Linked DNA regions of Mus musculus: region 1 is linked to region 2. A link is a contact called in public Hi-C data. All regions are on one chromosome and are shown on one strand. Each heading gives the region's core, a stretch centred on a gene start, on an enhancer-like site or on the middle of the called end of the contact. The rest is flanking DNA. Distances are from core to core; before and after follow the strand shown. Region 1 holds the start of Dimt1 (DIM1 dimethyladenosine transferase 1-like (S. cerevisiae)). Region 2 holds the start of Serf1 (small EDRK-rich factor 1).

What was found. Hi-C and Micro-C count contacts between places; a contact is called where the count stands out from the background.
Region 1: a Hi-C map of muscle stem cells shows a contact between it and region 2, with 3 times the contacts expected there. The contact joins the promoter of Dimt1 here to the promoter of Serf1 in region 2. A contact is called at or near these places in 2 of 39 promoter capture datasets (cranial neural crest and hippocampal neurons) and 1 of 484 Hi-C or Micro-C datasets (muscle stem cells).

What each region holds. Positions count from the first base shown.
Region 1 is chr13:106,941,927-106,949,090 of GRCm38.p6, forward strand. It overlaps Dimt1 (DIM1 dimethyladenosine transferase 1-like (S. cerevisiae)), which reads left to right and starts at 5,203. Exons shown (of 12, transcript NM_025447.4): 1 at 5,203-5,357; 2 at 5,660-5,733; 3 at 6,775-6,861. The coding sequence starts at 5,279.
Region 2 is chr13:100,106,579-100,113,161 of GRCm38.p6, forward strand. Serf1 (small EDRK-rich factor 1) reads left to right here and starts at 1,441. Exons shown (of 3, transcript NM_011353.2): 1 at 1,441-1,651; 2 at 2,445-2,553. The coding sequence starts at 1,645.

The DNA.
Region 1 (7,164 bases), core at 3,953-6,452, 6.8 Mb after region 2:
AATTTGGGGTGCTGAGCTGGGACTAAAGGTGACTGAGCAGCTAAAATTAAAGACAGATTTAGTGTGCTGACCTGGGAGTGAAAAGAAGGGTGCAATAGCCAGGGAAGGCTTAGAGGAGCCTGGCCATTGGAAACAAAAAACAAAAAACAAACAAACAAAAAAAAAAAAACCCAACAATAACAATAATTGGCCTCTGTGTGTGTGTGTGTGTGTGTGTGTGTGTGTGTGTGTGTGTGATCTGTGGATCCGAGGGAACCTGGGCGGAGCTGGTAGCTCAGTCCACCTGCAGCTTAAAGCAGTGTAGCAAAAACTGCACACTATAGCATCTAATTTGGAGCGAGAATCCACTATTAATTGAAAAACTCTTGGATGGATTACACATACACAATAATATAGTGTAATAGGGGGGAGAACTGGTTTCTCAGCTGAGCAGAGCCATGTCGTGGCTCCAGAGTGCAAAACTAGAACAAATGAACACAGCCACCAGCCAAGGATTTACCCAGAGCCCTTTTAAAAGGATCCTAGCAGCCTCAGAGAGCCTTAGCTGAGACGCTGAGAGCCCCTGTTGTACAAAGAGACAAGATGACTGCCCTGAGACAACGAATCAGCCTACTTCCTACAAGCAAATAATCTAAAAAATAGAGATACATAAAGTTTAATTGAATTGTTTTTAAGGATAAAAGGAAATAAAATGATAATTGTCTAAATGTTCTCAAGTATACAGAGATATTAAACTCCACAAAAGGGAGAAGTTAGAGATTAGATGAAAAAAAAAATCCTTTAGAGAAGATTGAAAATGGTCTTGCCAAGGGATATACTCAAAAATCTCTGAACATGGTCTATTGGTGGGATATCTTTGCCTGGTATTACTAGAGCCTAGAAATAGGCTTATACAATAAGTAGACATAGATAATAAAGAGTTGAGGCTTTCGACTTTTTAAAATTAGGTTGAGGGCTGGAGAGATGGCTCAGCAGTTAAGAACACTGAGTGCTCTTCCAAAGGTCATAAGTTCAAATCTCAGCAACCACATCATGATTCACAACCATCTGTCATGAGATCTGATGCCCTCTTCTGGAGTGTCTGAAGACAGCTACAGTGTACTTATATATAATAAATAAATAAATCTAAAAAAAAAATAAGTTAAAAAAATAGGTTGAAAATCAGAGGAAAGGGAGCCTACCCTACCTCACACAATAGAAATCCAGGCCTTGATCTCATGAAGGTCAAGATAAGAGACAAGAGAAACACCCTCTCGTCCGTTATTGTTTATTTAGATTGCTTTAATTGCTTTAAATTGTTTTATCAAAATGAGCCGAGGAGACCTGGGGGGGGGGGGCGGGGTGCTGGTGGCATGGTCCTCCTGGAGCTTAAAGTGGAGCTGCTAAAACTACATGCTTTATATATCTGTCTCACAAAATTGTTCAGAGGAGTTAATAAGGGTAATGATGTACTTAAATGCTACCTGGACTGCAAATGGGTTGTTAGTGTGCTTGTCACTCCCAACCTTCCCACTCCTCAAAAGCAAATGTGTGTGTGTGTGTGTGTGTGTGTGTGTGTGTTGGCCAGGGCCAGGGATGTGAGGTAAGTGCCTTTGTGTGTGTGTGTGTGTGTGTGTAAATGAGAGGAGGAGTTTCAAAACTAGGTTCCAGCTAGTGTTTTGACCTGCTAAACCATCCCTTGAATACTTTTTTTCTTCTTTCATAATTTTAAGTGAAGCAGTGTTAATTAATTTTTTTAACTATCTTTTTTTTTCCATTTTTTATTAGGTATTTAGCTCATTTACATTTCCAATGCTATACCAAAAGTCCCCCATACCCACCCACCCCCACTCCCTAATTTTTTTTTTAATTTTAGCTTTCTTATAACCTCTACATTTAAACATTTAAGTCAATATTGGGAGGGAAAAGGGATAACATTTTCAAAAATCTCTTTTCAGAATGAATAGTTTATTATTCCAAACATCCAAATTAAATGTCTCCTGAAACCAAAGCTAACTCTCTCCAAAGATCCCACCGAGATAAAAAGCATTTTAAAAAAAAAAAAATCATGTTCTATTTGGGCAGTGCATTTCACCGTTTCCTCTGCTTCCAGCTGACTTTCAGAAACAACACCATAGTAGCTCATAAAAATATACAGATCTCATTGGCTTTTTAAACATTAAAACATTGTTGGGATAATCCTTTGGTTCACAGTTGAAAGGCTGTCTTTGCATTATTCAAGTGTTGGTTTCCATACCAGCAGAGAGTTTAGTACTGTCTGACTTTGGTAGTGTTACTTTTAGGGATCATCAGCTGTCTCTGTAAGCTCTTGTCCATCACTTCTGATCCGTTTAATAAAGAGCTGACTGCCAGTAGCTGAGGAGAACAGGAATGTTGGGCAGAGATAGGAACTGTGGGAAGAATCGAGAGGCAGCAATTCTCCATCAACACATGGAGGAGGTCGTACATACCAGGACTGCGTAATGGGTAAAGGGAGAGTCATGTAGCAAATGTAGACTTGAATCACTGGGTTAATTAAGTTAGAAGAGCTAGCTGCAAGGTGGCCAACTAAGGCCTAAGCTATAGCAAATAATGCTTCGAGTGCAGATTTTAATGTTTTGATATACCAAATCTTCATTGTACACCACTTCAAAACCTGTCTAGGGCTCACCTTGAACTATGGGTTGTATAGGCTTCACCTGCCAAGTACTGTCCTGTCGTGTGTAGCTTTTGCTACCCTGCCTAAGCTCTGGAACTGGCTGCGATACCAGCCCCCACCCAGCTTCCCTTGAATCTACAAATTTAAACACACACACACACACACACACACACACACACACACGTGCTGGGCGGTGGTGGTGCACGCCTTTGATCCCAGCACTCAGGAGGCAGAGCAGGCAGATTTGTGAGTTCAAGGCCAGCCTGGTCTACAAAGTGAGTTCCAGGACAGCCAGGACTATACGGAGAAACCCTGTCTCGAAAAACCAAAACCAAAACAAACAAACAAACAACCCCACCCCCACACGCACCAGTTAACCTTAAAACGCCTTTGCTAACTCAATGACTGAGCACTGCTAAACCTCTTCTGCCACTCCAGGTATAATCGGACAGAGTGTCCATTAGCCACTCAAAAAGGAAAACTCACATGGCTGGTTGGCATTATCTCCTACAGCTCCTCCTTCTTCTTCCCCAGCTCTCTCCATTCTGCCTTCGTCCTCCCACTCAACTCTAAGTGTCCCTCCCCATTCTCAGTCATCGGGCGCTGGTATCTTTATTGATGGATCAAGAGCCAGTTGGAGAACCTGAGCATTAGAACTAACCCCTACACTGTCCTGATTCATTTCTTTTAGTTTTTTCTTCTGTTTTGTTCAAAAAGTAGTCAGATTCTTGTTTGTCCTGTTCATCACTGTCGTAATGCTGACAGTCCAGGAATGTCCATGCAGAAAAATTCTCAAATTACCAAAGCTGCCATTTTCGTGTACCTAGCCTAGGTTGTAATTGTTGTGGTCCTGATAGGTGTGCAGTGACCTTGCATCTGAAAAATGAACTGAAGGCCTTTCAGCATGGTCTCAACATCAGCTTTGGGGCCGAGTGTGAAGTCTAGCATGCGCAGTGCTGCTGCCATAGGGAAGAGAAGGCTGGCGCCATGTCCCTGGGAGGTAGACCAGGAGTCTGGGGTATTGCTAGGTGTGTGAGACTGCACACCTCCCCCTTTTAAAAATAAGCTATTTGTAAAAGCAGTGGTGATGTCATGTTCAGATTCCACGAAGGAACTTTGAATTGCTGAGTGCCAGTAACTGCGAGGGGAAGCTTAAGTTCCAGAAAGAAAAACAACGCCATAATTTTTTTTTTTTTTTTTTTTTTTTTTTTTTTTTTTGCTAATCGCGTATTTTGGCTTTTGTAACTGTAGTTAGCTTGCAACTGCGGGATGGGAACCTTGAGGGCTTTCCAGGCTCAGAGATGAATGAACTTGGGTCCGGAATACCCAGCTGTAGTCACCTGCGGCTGGAAGAAAGGCTTTCCATTGGCTCATAGGCAGTGTTCAAGTGCTCCTTGGTGGGAACCCCATAATAGTCGACTATAAATAAAAGATTATATTAGGATATTTTAGAACTTTCCCTGTGCTCGAATTACAGCAAAGAAAGGAAGGACTAAAACCTAGGCTACGAGAAAAAAAAAAAAAAAAAAAAAAGCCGGGCGGTGGTGGCGCACGCCTTTAATCCCAGCACTTGGGAGGCAGAGGCAGGCAGATTTCTGAGTTCGAGGCCAGCCTGGTCTACAAAGTGAGTTCCAAGGACAGCCAGGGCTATACAGAGAAACCCGGTCTTGAAAAACAAAACAAACCAAAAACCAAAACAAACAAACAAAAACCTAGGCTACGGAACAGGTTCTTAGCAGTAGCCTTTGGTGGTTGATTGCAAAGACTTTCTTCAGCGCACAAACAGAAAAATTAAAACCGAAACATTACACTGGCAAGAAAAACAGCCATGAATCTTTTATTCTGTATGTTACAGCCCGGCGTATAATCCCATTACAATATCCAACACATACCTGTAATCAATCCCATTTACAGGGTTTTGAAATTGTTATAGCCTTTATCTTTCAATAAATAAACATTGAGAGCAGCATATTTTAACTATGACATTCCAGTGCTGGAACTCAGCAAAACGACGAGAAAATGAACAAAAAGCATAGAGAAGTAACCAGTAAGTGCCGTGTTGGAACGAGAGCTAATTCTAATCTAACTGCTTTCCACAACGGAGAGACATGTTACCCTAAACCACCAAGCTCCGTGTCCATCGAGCCTAGGCTTCTCAGCCCACAACCTGCAGGGAAACAGGAGAGACACGAGAGATCTTTCCGCAGATATCAGAATGTCCCAGGGCAGTGCCAAATGAAGCACCCAATTTGCCGAGACCCAACCAATCCTAACTGCCTGCCTGAGCGGCGCGGTTTCCTCTGGGAAATCGGGCTCTTGGGGAAGTTGTTGCTCCAGCTAAAACTCTAAAATCCGGTGGCTAACCCGCTGGAGCCAGCCTTGCCTCCGGAGGAGCTCACCAGACAGAAACTACAATCTCAGCAGCCACTGGGCTCGAGTCCGCCTTGCCGCGGGAGGAGCCCATAAGAGACTACAATTCCCAGCAGCCACTGGGCTCCGGCCTGCCGCTGACTGGGTGGGTCGGTGATCGCAGTGGGCGGGGAAGTGGGCCTCTCGGGCGCCTAGTCGTGACGGCGACTGAGGGCGACTTCCACGCGGTTCCCGGCTGCTTTCGCTTGGCACAGGGACTCCTCCGAGAAGATGCCGAAGGCCAAGTCCGCAGCGAGTAGCCGCCGGCGGGATCGTCAGGAGCAGCGCCGGGAGCTGAAGCGAGCTGGAGGTGCGGTGTGGAGGATGCTTGGGACTGACCCGCGGCGGGGGAGCCCTACGGTGGCCTGCGCCTCTAGCCGCCCCGAGGAGGGTGGGCGCTCAGCGCTGACCCTTCCCCGCGCGCGCCTGGTCTTCCTTGCCAGCAGGAGGGATGGATGGACTCAAAGATACATCCCAACCCCGGCCGGGAGCGCGGCGCTTGTGGATGCATTGGAGCAGAAACCGTCCCGGGTCCATCCTGCTTCTCTGGGACGGCCTGAGATCGGTTCTTGAAAAGTTGGGAAATTAAGGCTGCTTCGTGTTTTATTTCAGGACTCATGTTCAACACAGGGATCGGACAACACATTTTGAAAAATCCTCTAATTGTTAACAGCATCATCGATAAGGTGGGTGTTAACGATGAAAGGCAGAGCGTTTGTGGATTGTATTTTTCTGACTACTTAATGCCTGTATGCCTAAGTTGCATGCCCATAATTATCCCAGCATTTGGGGAAGCTGAGGCAGGGTGATATGCTCGACCGCAGCCTACATACTAAGAAAATATAAACCAAGATAGGGTGCCTGACAGAATAGTTGCTCTGTATGTATATGTTGGATGGGTTGAGAATTGCCCAGTGATTTCCAGATTATTTCCACTTTTTGGAGGCTCCATCTTGTTTTTGGAACTGGGTCTCATGTAATTCAGGGTGGCCTCAAACATGGTGTGTGTCAAAGCCAGCCTTGAACTCCACTTTGCAAGCGTGTATCATTTTGATCACTTTCTAAGTACATCATCGTTACTCTTTTTATTCCAGACCGTAAATTTACGTCCAAATCACACTGAGTTTGTTCCTCAGGAAAAGATATGGTACTGCATATGAACTGTTTGGAGGATTCCTTCTGTATGGGTTACTGTGCTGTGCTTATGGAGGATTGAGGGCCTGGAGGTAAAATACAGACGGTACAGGGAGCATCCTGGAGCCATAGAGTATAGTTCTCCAGTCTCACCGAATATTCTACTCATAAGCATATGCACACTGGTAACGTTTTGTATGGTTACTATATTCTTAAAACTGTACAGTGGTTAAGAATTGAGAAATCTTTTCCATTTGAATGCACTCTTTCCCATTTGAACTCTTTGGAAGTTACAATTAGTTACAGTTTGCTGGAATTATTGCCAATGTAGAAAGCAGGAACCCACCAGTAGAACCGATTGCTCTTGCTTTTGTTCTGGCTCCAGAAGCTGAGTATATCCCCTAAGTTAGGAAATACAGGTTTTCACTTATACCTAATGCCTTTGAGGTACTACTGCTGTTAACCACATAAACCCTGAAAAAAATGAAGCCAGAGTAAAATGTCTTTAACTGTACATTGATAAACAGAAACAGTCACTTACAGACTTTGTGTTCAAGTGGGCCAGAGCATAAAGGAGTTGTGTTTATTTATAGGCTGCTTTAAGACCTACCGATGTGGTGCTGGAAGTTGGGCCTGGGACTGGCAATATGACTGTCAAGCTGTTAGAAAAGGCCAAAAAGGTAAAAGTGGGGTTTCGTGTGTTACTCTCAAATTAGCTCAGCTGGTTTACAAATGTGAATGTTTTAATAAATTGGCATTGTTCCAATAGTAGTTAGTGGGCCCTTAGAAATTTTATCTCTAAAAATGAGATCTTTCTATCAAAGAAAACAAAATCTACACTTGATGTATTGGTGGGTGATCTAATATAGGAATGGGCCATGTGTTTAAAGGAGTAATAATAAAATAGAAAGTCTGAGATAACCCACAGGGCAGCAGCTAACCATTATGAAGCCTGGAAGAACAGAGCCGTGAAGTTAAAGTCA
Region 2 (6,583 bases), core at 191-2,690:
AAGCAGCCTTGGCTGTCCTGGAACTCTGCTTGGTGTGTAGACTAGGAATTCACCAAGACCTATCTGCCTCTTCCTCTGAAATGAAAGGCACACTCCTGGTCCTCTGGCAGAAACTCTCAATGTACTCTGTGTGCATGGTGTACATCCTTGTAACTTGAGAACTCAGAAAACATAATTTCAGATATACATTCAGTCAAAACACCTATACATATAAAATAGATTTTATACATATATTTTTTTATTTTCAATTGAAGATTATATTATCTTATACCCAATGTTCCCAAAATTTGACTAGAAAAAATATAGAAATTTTCAGTAATTTCAGCAAAGTGTTATGATACATAATTGACTTACAAAGTTTACCAGTCTTAATACATATGAGTAACAAGCATGCTGAGAAAGAGATCATGGCACGCTCCTCTTCCCAGTCTCTCAAATAAAATAAAATATTTAGAATATACATAACAAAAGAGTTTTAAAAAAAACCCTCTACAATGAAAACTTTAAATGTGTGAAGAAAGAGTTTAAGAAACATACTCGAATTTGAAGACCTCCCAAGTGTATACCTTGGTAGAATTAATATTTTGAAAAAAAGACCTTTCTACCAAAACAACTTACAGATTCAATGAAATCACAATCAACATCCTCATCACATTCTTCACATAAGTAGGAAGAAAATTCTCTATTTGATATGGAACAACAAAAGACCCAGAATAGCCAATTAGTCATAGATAAGTGTTTGTTTCTATGCGTTCTGCCCGTTTTAAGTGCTAAGTGCATCTGTCTATGACCCCAACTTTTATACATCCGTTTCCATTAGGACTGCACTTTCAGTCCAGACATTCCGTCTCTTGATGCTTTTTCTCTAAACTAGGTCACGTTAACACGGACAGTTGGAGTACACCGTAGCATCATCTATACTTTTGTATGTTTTAAAAATATTCCACAATAAAACTCTTAAAAATACCCAGGCAAATTCGGTGTCCAGACTATCTCAGTTTGTAATAGTGGACAGGCAAGAAAGTAAGTCTCAGCTCAAGAAATGCAACCCAGGGAGGGGGTGGGACTCAGGGTGTCCCTCAAGATAGGCAAGCATCCCCTACCCCCATGAGCCACACCCCTCAGCCCTATGCAAGCATTCTGACTTGTTTCAGCTCTTATGTAGATTATAAAGTTATTCTGGGCGACTTTGGCTCCCGTTCAACCACAGAGCCTGAGCTTAGAGCTAAAGTTCTGTCCATCCGGAGGGCACCGGAAGAAAGGTGCAATGAGCAGGCTTGGAGCCCGCGCGAAATCCACCCTTCTGTCCTTGTTAGGTCTTTTCTGCCAGATGAGGAACGTAAAGCCCACCTTCAGGGTAAGGCTGCTAAGTAAGGAGGCGAGTGCGCGCGCGGACGCCTCGCTGACAAGGGACGCGCGGGGCGGTGGGGCGTGGGGACCGCGCACGCGCAGTGGCTCACCGGCCACGCCGCGGCTGTTGTGGGTCGGTGGGCGGGGCGGCTGGCTGGCCGAGCGAGGCGTCGCCACATCGAGGGCCCTTGTGGGGCTCAGCCTTCTTCAGCGCCCGGCGGCAACGGCTGAGCGTGCAAAGCCGCCGTTTGCTTCTCCAGGTCGCTGTCTTCCAGTCTCCGGCCGGTGGACAGCATGGCCCGTGAGTCTGCGGGCGGTTGGAAAGACGCGGAGGCTCGGGGAGGGACGGCGCCGAGCGGCCGGGGGAGGAGCGGGAGCTGGCTGGGAGGAGGAAGAGACGCAAACGCCACCTCGTGCTTGTGGCGGGCGGGACGCGGGCTCCAGGTGGGACAGGTGCCCGCCTCCTAGGTGCGGGTGTGCGTGAGGACCGCGCCCACCGGGAGCGTGGGCGGCTGCCCAGCGGGACCAGTCCGCTGAGACGTAGCGGGCGCCTGAGGTCTGGAAGCCCAGGGTGCCCTCCAGCTCTTTTGTCCTCGAAGGTACCTTTCCTTGAGCTCAGCCTCTGCTGGCTTTAACAGCCAAACTGGATCTTCACACACCTATCAAAGCCAGAACTTATTTTTGAGTGAGGCCTGTGTACACAACCACTGGGATGGAGATGGAGATATATATAATTTAATTTTTGTTTTGGTTTTCGAGAAGGGTTTTGTTGTATACCCCTGGCTGTCCTGGAACTCAGTCTGTAAACCAGACTGACCTCAAATCTCAAATTCAGAGATCTTGCCTGCTTCTGCCTCCCGAGTGCTGGGCGCAAAGGCGGCGTTACTTGACACCTATGCTGTTGTGGTAATATACTTAACTTCTCGAGTGTTTCTTCCTAAGCTACCCCCTGGTCAATCTGGGAATAACTAAAGATACTCTGCTTTCTTGCTGATAAAAATAAAACTTTAAGGCTCCTATAACGAAGGACTCTTTACTATTAAGTATTCATATTGTTGAGGGTGGGAAAAAAGCATGCCTGTTTATCATTGTAGGTGGAAATCAAAGAGAAATTGCCCGACAGAAAAACATGAAAAAGACCCAGGAAATTAGCAAAGGGAAAAGAAAAGAGGACAGCTTGACTGCCTCTCAGAGAAAGCAGAGGTGAGTAGTGCTAATAGAATGTTTAAGTCAGTGGCCGTTTGACTGCGGTATTTTCAGAATGAGTGAAGAACGTGTTTAAACCCTTCCTGGAACTGAGCCTTGCCTACAGTTCAGGGTTAACACTGTGTGTCTGTGTAAGAACACTGAAACCATGCATTGTAGTTATTGTCCTATCCTATGGCTGAAGAATGCCACGCCCTGAAACTATCATGTCTGCAGAAACACTCTTACAGCAACTACAAACTGTGAGAACTTTATTGTAGAAAGTAACAAACATCCTCTATATGTAAACACTGTTGCATGAATGGGATACAATGTTTCCAAAACTGACAGCTTGGCCCAAGCCTCTTAATGAAAGAGATGAGTGTCAAAAATCAATTATGGGCTTCAGGAGTCCATTGGGGATGGAGAAAGTGTTTGGACACCAGATTCTTAGAAGATGTTATGCTACTCAGGCCAGCACAGGCTAAAGAGACCTACAGACAAGACCTTGTCTTTAAAAAGTAGGGACGTAGCTCAGCAATAGAGAACACTTGCCTAACATCTGTAGCACTTCAGATCATTTCCTATGGCAAGTAACTGCCACAGACACACTTTAATGCCCTGGGCAATGCTAATAAGTTGTCATCCTAGGACTCGGGGCAGATGCAAGAGAATCAGGAGTTTGAGGCCAGCCTGCACTACGTGACAAGATACTGTCTCAAAGAAAGATAATCGCTTTGACTTTTTTTTTTTTTTTTTTGGTTTTTTTTTTTCGAGACAGGGTTTCTCTGTATAGCCCTGGAACTCACTCTGTAGACCAGACTGGCCTTGAACTCAGAAATCCACCTGCCTCTGCCTCTGCCTCTGCCTCCCAAGTGCTGGGATCTTAAAGGTGTGTGTGCCACCAGCGCCTGGCATGCTTTAACTTTTTTTTTTAAATTCATTTTGCCTGTGTGTGTGTGTGTGTGAGAGAGAGAGAGAGAGAGAGAGAGAGAGAGAGAGAGAGGAGAGAGAGATGAAGAGAGAGAGAAAGAGAAAGAAAGAGACTGAGACTGTGTATCTGTGTGTTTTCTTGGCCCAAGCAAAATCTTAAAACTCTTAAATGCGGTTGCAGATTATCATGTTCCAAAGGGGAACAGAGAGCTTGGAGGCAGAGTTCAGGGTTACATTACATGCTTTGCACACTGGAGCTGCCAGTTCAATCCCCAGGACCACGCATACACAACAGAAATGTAGTTCCAAGTTATAAGTTCTATCATGACATAGAATAAGAAACCTGGGAGGCTGGGCATATGCATCTCACCCTCTTTACAAGCCCCATGAGGCCAAGCAGGCTGGAGATGTGTCTTAGTGTCATGTACCTCACACGCCTGGGCTCTTGTCTTTACTCCCCTGTGCTGGAAAAGGTTCGAGTTATCCTCAAGTTTACAATATACTTCACGTTCTGGGAATTTAACCTAGGACCTTTTAACCCTATCACTGAATCACACATGTTCTAACGTGAGATTCCATTGTTCATACAGAACTTGGAGCTTAGGGATGCTTCAATGTAGCTTAGCACTGGTCTCAGTCCTTTACGTGGGCATCACCTTGGACTCTGATGACTACTAAAGCCAGCACTCAATTGTTTTCAGATGAGACTTGTCATTGAAGAGAAGAATACGTTAACTGCAGAGAGATCAGAAGTCCAAGGTCATCCTCAGTTCATATCAAGTTCAAGTTTAAGGACAACCGATTTAGTGAGACCTTCTGTGCTTATGGGCGCGTGCTAGGGCTGGAAGTGAAACTTGCCATCTGGTCGAGCCTTTGCCTAACATATATAAGGCTCCGAACTTGGCCCTGCTCTTTCTCTCCTCCCCTACAAAGCACACGAAATAAATCGTAACTCTCCGTGTATGTTAGACCACAGTGGAGTCCTCTTAATCAATGAGATCAAGTCCTTAATGTAGGAGGTATGCAGGTCCTTGTGCTCACAGATAAGCACTGGGGAAACGGGAATGTTAAACACAGGGTGTCTCGTCGAAGGAAGAGATGTATAAATCATTTTCCACTCAGAGGCTGTGAATGGACTGCTGACCTTTGTGCTGTATGTGTGGCCCGGACACAGTGGCTCCCCCGCCCCCACTTATCTTGAGCTTGTTTGTCTCAGTAACATTGTAGCTTTATCCTCTAGACCCTTTTCATGAGCTGGTTCACCTTGAGCCAGTTTCAGTGGTTAATCTATATAACCTATCTTTATGGAAAATGCCATTTGTACTTTCCTAAAAGGGTTTGTTTTTTTGTTTTTTTGAGACAGGGTTTCTCTGTGTAGCCCTGGCTGTCCTGGAACTCATTTTGTAGACCAGGCTGGCCTCGAACTCAGAAATCTGCCTGCCTCTGCCTCCCAAGTGCTGGGATTAAAGGTGTGCGCCACCACCGCCCGGCTGCTAAGAGTTTTAATGTAGACAGCTCTTAAGCTTTGTTGTGTACATGGGACTGAGTTAATTATCACCAGGAAACTTTTTTCCAGATGGTGCTGACTTAAATATGCCTAGATTTACCCAGTTGTAAATTCTCAAAGTTTGAACTGACACTGGCCTTTTTATCTCACACAGTTGTTAACTTTGCTCGCCTTGGTAGTCACAGAAACCTCCACACCTTAAGTATCACTTTCTTTTCCTTTATTTATTTATTTATTTATTTATTTCCAGGCAGGGTTTCTCTGTATAGCCCAGACTGTCCTGGAACTCACTCTGTAGACCAGGCTGGCCTCGAACTTAGAAATCCGCCTGCCTCTGCCTCCCAAGTGCTGGGATTAAAGGCGTGTGCCACCACGCCCGGCTTTCCTTTCCTTTATGATAGTCATTGTGTTTATATGTATGTGTGTGCGTGTGCGTGTGTGTGTGTGTGTGTGTGTGTGTGTGCATGCATGCATGAATGCGTGCTTCAAGTAATTATAAGTGTACACACGTGTGTGTGAGGGAATGTAGAGGCCAGAGGTTGGTAGCAAGTGTCTTTTCCCCCATCACTCTCCACCTTGTATTTTTGACAGCATCTCTCACTAAATAAGAAGCTCATCCCTCTGGCTAGATTGGCAGACTGATCTACCTGTCTAAGCCCCGCCCTTCCAGCACTGAGGTTAGATGCAGACCACCGTGCCCTGCTTTTTATGTGAATTTTGTGGAGGTTCTAAACTGAGAGCCTGGTGCTTGCACAGCAGGAACTTTAATAACTAAGACACCTCCACAGCCCCAGTGACTTTACTAATACAGCAAGGAGCTTGCCTTCAGTTTCTGTTAGCTCAGTGATCCTGAAATGAGTCAGACACAGTTCTAAATGCAGCACCTGCCTTGACCCCACCTATCTAGGTAGGACCCTGAGCAGCCAAGCCCCACTCCTCCAGTCACCTACACTGCAGTGGCTGAGGCCTAGAATTGGTACATAGGCTGCTGGTTGCAGTTCAGGCCCATGCCCTGAGCCAGCCACACAGGGGCTTGGAGCTGGACTCATGCAAGTTTTCCAATAGAAAAAAGGTCACTCGTAGGAGACAAAGGAAAACACCCAGCTTGGAAACACAAAAGCCGCTGTTTTTTGGTTTGTTTGTTTGTTTGTTTGTTTTTCTACAGTACGCCCCTCATATGAATAAAAGAACCAGAAACTACTGCAGTGTCCTGAACGGAACAGCAGAGGGAGACAAAGACATGGAAAACTCCAAATAATAGGGTTGGAAGTTGAAATTTTGGAAAGAAATAGACACATAAAGATGATAAAAACAATAAAGACTTTTTGGACATGAAGTAACACTATTTTGAACAGTTGAAAATAGTTACTACCTAGAATTGGTAGTGATCTTAGCCTCCCCTGTATTGGAACCACTGGGTGAACCACCACACTCGCCTGAGGATGCTGAATGCGTACCTATATAGTGTATGTAAAAATATGGAGTCATACACCTGTGGATGAGTCCCTGGATTTGATGTCTAGTGTCATTAAATACTATGTTTTCTGTTTTGAGGGTTTGTTTTTTTTTTTTTTTAAAGAAGAGGATGTATGTATAAGCATTCATCTG